2 separate regions of the Mus musculus genome follow, and region 1 is linked to region 2. The links are chromatin contacts, called in public Hi-C maps. All regions are on one chromosome and are shown on one strand. The core of a region is the stretch at or near the end of the contact, and the rest is flanking DNA. Distances in the headings are between cores, read along the strand shown. Region 1 overlaps Mei4 (meiotic double-stranded break formation protein 4). Region 2 holds the start of Mei4 (meiotic double-stranded break formation protein 4).

The links. Hi-C and Micro-C count contacts between places; a contact is called where the count stands out from the background.
Region 1: a contact with region 2 is called in a Hi-C map of Th2 cells, with 2.1 times the contacts expected there. The contact joins the enhancer-like site here to the promoter of Mei4 in region 2. A contact is called at or near these places in 1 of 484 Hi-C or Micro-C datasets (Th2 cells) and 2 of 9 other capture datasets (adipose tissue and liver).

What each region holds. Positions count from the first base shown.
Region 1 is chr9:81,996,570-82,001,272 of GRCm38.p6, forward strand. The region is part of intron 4 of Mei4 (meiotic double-stranded break formation protein 4); the gene reads left to right. Among named protein-coding and RNA genes, the nearest start is that of Mei4, 140 kb to the left of the region's middle. Within about 2 kb of position 3,257, at least 1 of the 459 cell types and tissues checked has an H3K27ac peak or open chromatin away from gene starts, as enhancers often do. A contact at or near this core is called in Th2 cells, where this site is marked.
Region 2 is chr9:81,862,369-81,866,486 of GRCm38.p6, forward strand. Mei4 (meiotic double-stranded break formation protein 4) reads left to right here and starts at 1,302. Exons shown (of 5, transcript NM_175213.4): 1 at 1,302-1,549.

The DNA.
Region 1 (4,703 bases), core at 2,007-4,506, 140 kb after region 2:
TCAACCTTCTATCCATTAAGTGCTGGGTTAGTGATTCAAACATGTAATAAAGTTTTATTTGGATTTTGGTCGAATTATTTGCTTTAACTTGAATCTTATAGGTTTTATTTCTGTAAAAATATAATATTTTTTTTCCTGAGAATCACAGCTTTACTCTACAAACTAAATGTTTCTGTGTTAAGAAACACTGTCAGCTATCCTTTCAGAAACACTCTTAATGAGAATCATGAAACATTGCATATGAGATTCCATCTCAAAGAAACCACCATCAGAAACAAACAGGAAAAGAAAAGTATTAACACTCTAAGCGCAACTTGACTTGAAATATTTATACTGTAAAATGAAACATTTAAAATACAGCTTCACTTCAGAAAAAGCTAGCCAAGTGATTTTCGTCTTTCACAATCAACTCATGTGACTGCTTCAGCTTGAAGTCAAGACTCAATGTGTTAACTGGTGAGTACCTCTGAAGCAACACCCATGTTTTAATTGCCCTCTACATGCAATGTTTTACATTAGATATTTAAATTTCTCAATTTGGAATATGTTCTATTTCCTATAGTAAGAGTATCCAAAGTTTACTGCTGTTTGCACTTGTAATAAGCATTGCCTAAGTATGTTTTGAAGATATTTATAAATTACCCAGATTGTATCCATTTTAGAATGTATATATAAAAGAAAAAAACGTCATACAGTAAGTCCTCTTATTCATAAGAGCTATCATGTATTACATGCATGCATATTTCCTTCCATTATTTTTTAATTAAGTGCAAAGGCTTTTAAGGACAGATGATAGACATCTAGCTAATTTTATAATAGCTATGTTTGAACTACAGATAGTAAGAGGGGTGACTTTTCTTCAGCGTTCCACAACCCCATTGCTATGTTTGTGTCCACCAACATTTCCTTCAGAAACCTGATCCCCTACTGCATGCAATACTAATAAGCAGTGGAGGCTTTGAGAAGTGACCCAGTCATGTAAGTGGATCCCTGAGAAATAACGTTAATTTCCTTGTCAAGAAATCCCAACTAGATAATTTGTTTATTTCTACCATGGGAAGACACAAGTACACACACATGAAAAAGGAATGGGACTTCATAGACAAAGCATCTCCTGGTGCTTTGATCTTGGTGTTTCTATCCTCTGAATCTGCAAGAAAAAAATATGTCTGCTGTGTCTGTCTGCCCAGTTTGTGATGCATTCTTTCAAAGCCTGAAGAGACTAAGATTCTGTTCATCTGCTCTGCAGTGTTTTCTCCTTGTGAAGTATTGACATTATAGAGATAATAAATTCAAGCAAGGGCTAGAAAGGTTCACAAAAGAGATACTCTGTCATGGAGGTTTACCAGTGGAAATGGCGCTAGAAGTACTTTTGTCCTGGCACAGATGTCTGAATCCTTAATAGTTTATGAGAAATAAATAGTATCTTTTAGGCCTTCAATATGCTGGGATTTTAAAAGTTTTGCTTAGAACTTCTTCATTTTATAGTTTAATCTATATTTGTATTTAGTACCTCCATTGTGCATCATGTGAAAGACCTTAGACGTTAATTAGAGGGGCTAGGGAGATGATTCAAGCATGAGGACCTGAAATCAAATCACGAACATGCACACAAAAGCCTGGCATTGCTGTGCTTGCCTATAAACCTATAGGAATAAAGAGTCATTGGCAGGGGACAGATGGAGATCAGAGCTAATTAGCCAGCAGAGCCTCAACAAAAACAATGAGTATCGAGTTATCTGAGAGACCATGTCCCAAGACAAGAAAGAAAGCAGATACAGAGGACAACACAGGATATTCTGTTCTGATCTCTCCATAAGCTAGCTAGTGTTCTCTCTCTCTCTCTCTCTCTCTCTCTCTCTCTCTCTCTCTCTCACACACACACACACACACACACACACACACACACACACACACCTAACAGAATATGGAAACATGGAAAAATAGGAGAAAAGTACAGGCATGCAAAAACTTAAGCAAAAAACAGCAGTTATCTTTGTCCTTGGGATCAACTAAGCATCAACCTTTACATTTAAGTAGCCATATTCTGATATTTAATAACACATTAGCTCTGTTTACATTTCTAATGCATCTTTCACTCATGGGCTGCTCATTTGGAAAATATTAGACCACTGGCACATAAACTCCTAGCAGCTGATACATTTTATATATGCATATAATATTTATAATTTTATATTTGTCAATATTTCTATTGTTCTCACCAATAAAATAGCCTCTAAATATCAGGAAAGTATCAAATGCCTGTAATGTATACAAGATTTTTTAACTTCTAAATTTGTCTGAAATACTGAATTTATCATCAATCACAAGTATAGTTTTTTTTCTTCTTAAGGACATACTCACTTCTGTCATAGTTATCTGTTGGCTTTTATTAATTTGCCATTTTTATGATGAAAAACATAAACTTTCAGCATGTATCACAGGTGATTATGGGGACTTTCTGTCTAGTTGCAAAGAATGTTCAAAACTTGTACATGCAAGGAATATTTAAGTAAACTGATAATTGTATTGGTCCATCAAGGATATTCTTTGAGCCAGCACTTCTGTTGTCTTTTATTTATTTTATAATATTTTATAAATTCTTGGAGAATTTTGTATATGCATTTAACATTGGATCATATTCTCCCTAAATTCTCCATATAATTATCTCATCCCCCACCTCTTCTCAACTTACTGCTCTATTTATAATTTTTTCATAATCACCCTACCTGTATATGTATATGTGAAGGGCTATCCACCAGTGTATAAGCAACCTACCAGGGACTGTAGACGTAATACACAAATATTCATGAATGAGAATGTATAGAGTAAAATAAATAATCAGTAAGACTATAAGAGAGGTTAATGTTAGCAAAACTTCGATTTTAGAACCTGGAATGTTTTTGTGTACATTATACTTCATAATATCATTAAGACTCAATGGAAAATAGAAATAATGTATCTGAGCCTTTTAATTTACTAATAAAAGTTGAATTACGTAGATTCTTTAGAATTACACAAAGTAATGCATTTAACAGTGCAAACTCAAGACTGCTGTAGTGTTTCTGCAATTTAATCAAGGCTCCATGGTTTCAGGGAAAGAAGAAAACATTTAATATTTCTAACTTCTAATTCCTCTCTCATACTTATAGAAACTAGATGATAAATATCTAGTTTCTATAACCTACATGACTGTGGAACAGGCTATAAGAAAATAAGTCATGAGGTGCTTTTCAACTTTGATAGATAAAATTCTAGAGAACTCTAGTTCTCTGAAAATTCTGTCTTTCTAGGAGGAGTTCAATCTAGAGCATGGTCTGAAGCTTTGTGTGTACGTGTTATAGTTCTGTATTGAATCATAAATGAGGTTCTACTAGAATAGAAGGTAAGATAATAAGAGGCATAGAAAGTACAATCTGAATGAGAACAAGTTGGACACATTTTGCTGGTGTCTTCTTCAAATATTCTCTTGGGAAAGCTAATTTGTCTAGTTGGCTTCTCCATTGTGATAAACCACTGACCAAAATCAACTTGAGGAGAAAGGGGTCTATTTAGCTTACAGGTTATGACCCATCACCAAGAGTAGAAAAGACAAGGACTCAAAGTAAGTGGGAAGTAGGAACCGAAGCAGAGACCATGAGTTATAATCACATTACAAAGAGAATACAGTTGTGTTTGTTTACTGGGATCAGTAAAATAAAATGGTATATTAATTACTTGCCTTTTTATGTGCATAAATTATTTCTTTTTTGTACATTTTTAAAATTTACATTTCAAATGTTATCTCCTTTCCCTGTTCCGACTCCCATCTCAGAAGCCCCCTATCCTATCCTTCCTCCCCATGCTTCTATGAGGGTGTTCATATGCAGCTGGAGCCATGTGTACTCCTTAGTTGATGGCTTAGCCCCTGGGAGCTCTGGGCGTTCTGGTTGGTTAATATTGTTCTTCCTATGGGGTTGCAACTCCTTCAGTCCTTTCTATAATTCCTCTATGGGGGATGCTGCGCTCAGTCCAATGATTGGCTTCAAGAATCCTCCTCTGTATTTGTCAGGCTCTGACAGAGCTTCTCAGGAGACAGCTACATCAGGCTCCTGTCAGCATGCACTTCTTTGGCATCTACAATAGTGTCAGGTTTTGGTGTCTGTATATGGGATGAATCCCCAGGTGGGGCAGTCTCTGGATGGCCTTTCCTTCAGTCTCTGCTCTACACCTCCATATTTGCTCCTGTGAGTATTTTGTTCTTTACAAGAAGTAACTTTTCCATCATGGTTGGAAAGGTGTGCTCATAGGAGCCTGGGGCAGCTGACCACACCGCACACACAGTCAGGAAGCAGAGAGAGATGGATATGGAGATCAGCTCACTTTCTCCTTGATATTCAGTCTTGGGTCATCACTCCTCCATTAAATCCCAATTAAATGACTCCACAAACATGCCCAGAGGTTCTTCTCCGAAGCAATTCAAATGTCTATCAAGTTGACAATCAAGATTAACCATCACAGATGGTAATTTAGATAGCTTAATTAGAACTGCAATCAAGGTAATAATAGTGAGTTTACACATAAAATGTGCAGTGTGCTTTCATGAAACGTTTCACTATCTTTTATTTTCATGTGTTTTTCTGCAAATATTTTGACCTAGAAATGAATTTGTGGACTGGCCAGCCATATATGGGTCATAATCATGCTCTCTCCTCAAGGCTCAG
Region 2 (4,118 bases), core at 52-2,551:
TTCTTTTTCTGCTATGTATTCTAAAGCATCTTTAACCATCTGAAGATGTTCAAAGAAAACTATTGAGGTTGTTGAAATCATTAGGTCTTTACATTTAGGTGGTAAATAGTTAAAACTACCTCTGGGCTTTCGTTCAGGATTTCAGTGGCTGTGCTGTATTTGGTAATTGCTACCCATTTGTTTTAACTATTAGACTGAGTGCTCTGTCTTGTATGGAGTTGTAATCAGGTCTTGACCAGTAATCAAGGCTGTAACTGGCACGTAACAGCTCAATTTTCTCAATAAATGTATGAGGGGAATTGAAATAGAATATCATACTATTTATCAACGCAAACACAACTTTTCTACATCACTCCTACTTGACTGTTCATTATCTTGAAATGAACTTGGATGGTTTGATTTTACATTACTCAAAGAAGAGCAGTGAGCACAGTAGAGCACTCACAGTGTTCATCACCTTAGCAGTCACAATAACCCGAGTTTAGTTTGCATGAAAGCACCGTTGCAAGATTAACGAAAGCTATATTAAATTACATTATAGTTAAAATTATTGACTTTCTTAAACACATGGATAGAACAATGAAGCTTAACATTTCCAAGACATTTGCAATAACTGACTAGATGCAAGCACTTGCCTTAATAAAGGGTCATTTACGTAGGAGAATGAGCTGTGCAGACCCCCCAGATATAATATTTGGTAATTTATCCTATACAATTGTTGAAACCTTTAACTATTAGCAAATTAGCACATTGTTAGTAAAGTCTACATAAGTGACTTCCGAATGCTTAGAATCTCCTTTGCATTTTAATTTCTGAGAAATTTCAGTACGTGAGGCAAAAAATTACTTAAAATCCTAGATGAAGATATGACAGGTGGACAAATGAGAAACATAGCGCTTCCTCCCGCAGGAAGCAAAGATTTTAAAACCATCTTTGGAAACAAGCCAACAAATGAACCCAAAGAATCTGTTTTCCCGACTGTTCCCATGTAGGACAGGAGTTGGCACAACAGAAGCTTTCCTGAAACTTTTCCTTTTTTTCAAGCCCCGTGAGTCTCTCCTTAGAAACCAAATCAGCCTTTCAGGAGAGGAGCTGCAGGCAGTCCTAGACTATTTTGAACTATTTTGCAGAAGAAAGGAAGATGCAGGAAACACCTGCCTAGTCCAGCCAAACCGGCTAACCGCTCCTCGCCGAGCCCGCCCGAGCCCGCCGGAGCCCCTCCCAAGCCCCTCCGAGGAGAGTGGCGCAGAGGCTTCTGGGACTTGTGGTCTCCGCGGGCCTCCCTCTTGATTGGCACTGGAAGAAAGCCGGGAGGAGTGGCGCTCTGGGCTCTGGCGCCTACCTGCGGGCTGCGCTTGCATCAGCGTGCATGGCCGGGAATACTGGCCCCCGAGCTTCCCCCGCCGCCTGAGGGCGTCCTTCCTTCTCAGGAACCCCAGGCTTGTGTAGCATCTGCCTGCTCTCTGTACTCTCGGGCCCCGGGTCCCCTCAAGCAGCGCACGCTCTCAGGTGCTGTGGCTTGGGGTTCCTTGTCGCGCCCTTTGCGGAGGTAGGTCGCCTCACGCGTGGGGAGGGGCATTTCTTTACCTGATAAGTAGGTCGCGCCTGGAGCCTCAGAAACTTGGGCGGGCAAAGCGTGTGTTCTGTGGTGTGTTCTACACCTTAGAGTCTGTGCAAGCCTGCCTTCACTCTAGAGGTGGCTTCTGAGGTTTCCTGGAGGAAAGGGTGGTTTTGGGGGACCGTAGGCACTTGTTGATCTGATCTTTTATTGAGCAAGTACACACCCAGAGGAACTGCAGAAAGTGTTGGGGGTGTTAAAAGTGGGACGGGTGCGGTTTTCTTGGGATCTGACAAGCATGTGCTGGTACATGAGGTAGAGATAAAAATCATTCTTGGAAGAGCTAGGTTGTGGTGAGATATGCAACAGATCAGAGGAGCAGGGCCAGAAGTGGAGTCTCCATTACGGAGGAAGAAGCCAGTGAGGGTTTGGTGAATCTGGAATGTCCAAAGTAGCAGAAAGTCAATAATTTGAAGTGAATTAAATAAAGCCTTGAATAGCTTTATAGTCTGCAATTACATATTTAGAGGATTAAAGTCCCACCAGGAACCACAGAAAATACATTAGTATGTCGATATTCACAGAATATAAATATGAAATTCATAAGAATTTCATAACTTGGATTCTTCATCAACTGGAATTTATTATTTTTTTTTCTGTATCTTTTGGATTTTTGAGACAAGGTTTCACTTTGTAGGATGGCCTTGCCTCCTGCTCTCAAGACTAATGGCAATATGTATGCCTCAGACTTGCAAATGCTGGGATTAAAATGTGAACCACCAAGTCTGAATATATCAGGTTACTTCCAATTAGCAAACTTTTTATCAAATTCATTACATACATTCTGATCAATTTTGGCTTGTTTATATTACTTTTTCCTGCTTAGAATTATATGATTTTTGGTATATCTTGTGACTACAGTAATGACATTCACAAATTGACATCCACTATTTTACTTTCCATTGTTATAGCTTACAGCTTCTGTGAGGGCCTTAGGTTAAACACAATGTCTTTGTATATGTCAGTAAACCACAAAATTTACAATTCAGTCGTAAAATTTGGACATGAAGACCAGGAGCACAGATTTGTGACTGAGTATTTTTTTAAAATTTTTTTTTTCATGAAAGTAGCAATGTTTGGAATCAGATATTTGAAACCAATATTATGGAATTCTTGTTAAAAACATAGTATTAATTTATCCCATGGTTTATTATATCAAAGAAATTAGAAGTCTAGTGTATTCTAGGTTTCATGATATATGTGAATGGCAGGTATATGTTAAGTTCTGCTGTATGAAAATACTTGAAGCCAAAAGTCACAGCGCCAATTTAATAGGCATATTAACCCAAATCATTTGAAGCATTCGTGAGATAAACATACTTAATGATTGTATTGTGCATAATGTTTTGAAGGATTTGAGATTTAGAAAGCTAAAGGGTTATAAAGACAGAAGATGTTAATGTGCTGAAGAGAAAGTAGGTACGTTTTTAGACACTGGGATGTAATCAGGGCAGCATCACTAAGTGTTTTAAGAATAGGTTTAGAGTGTCAGCTACAGCAACGGGAAGAAATAGCATTGAGGATTTGTCAGTTTTGTCACTTGTAACAATGGCAAGAACACTCAGGTACTGTGGGAGTATTGAAAACTCCCCTTTAAAAAAATCTAATAATTTTAAAGATTTTGTAAATGTACATTTTATCTAAGCACACTTCACTTCATACCTCTTTACTGTTCCTTTTCATGTCCTGCCCCCTCTCACTAGTATGCTTTGCTCTCCTAGACAGTTTTAGTTCTGCTTCATGTCATATGTTTACACATGACTGTATCTCTATAAAGTCTAGGAGCCACCATGGATAAGACAAAACACATGCTCGTTGTCTTTCAGACGCTAACTAAATTGCTTTAAAATGACCATCTCCAGTTGCATTAACTTTCCAACAAATACACAGTTTTTATCCTTCTTTATGGTTAAAAAAAATCTCATTCTGTATATGTAACACATCTTCCTTATCCTTTCCTCTGCTGTGAACACTGCATTGGTCCAAAATTTGATTATTGTGAAGAGTGCTTTGATAAACACTGTTGTGAGAGAGGATCAATGTTTACTTTTGGAGGAACTTCCACTCTGACTTCCATAGTGGCTGAACTCATTTACATGTGAGCAGACTTGGGTGTCTGAGGGTCCCTTTTTGTCCACTCCCTCACTATCACTTCTGTTATTTGTTGTTTTGTGACTATCATTCTGACAGTGGTTAAATAGCACCTCACTGTAGTTCAAAAAAAAAAAAAACTTTAAAACTGTTTGAGATTACGACATAATTACATCATTTCCCTGCTTTCTGAAATGTCTTCTCTTTATCACCTACCATGTACAGCTCTCCTTTGTACTCACTTAAATTCGTGGCCTCTTTTTCCTTGCTGTTACATATCTATCTGTCTATCTACCTATCTATCTATCTATCTATCTATCTATCTATCTATCTATCTATACATTGTACACAAACACAAAAATATGTGTGTGTAATGTATGTACGCATGTATGTATGTATGTATGTATGT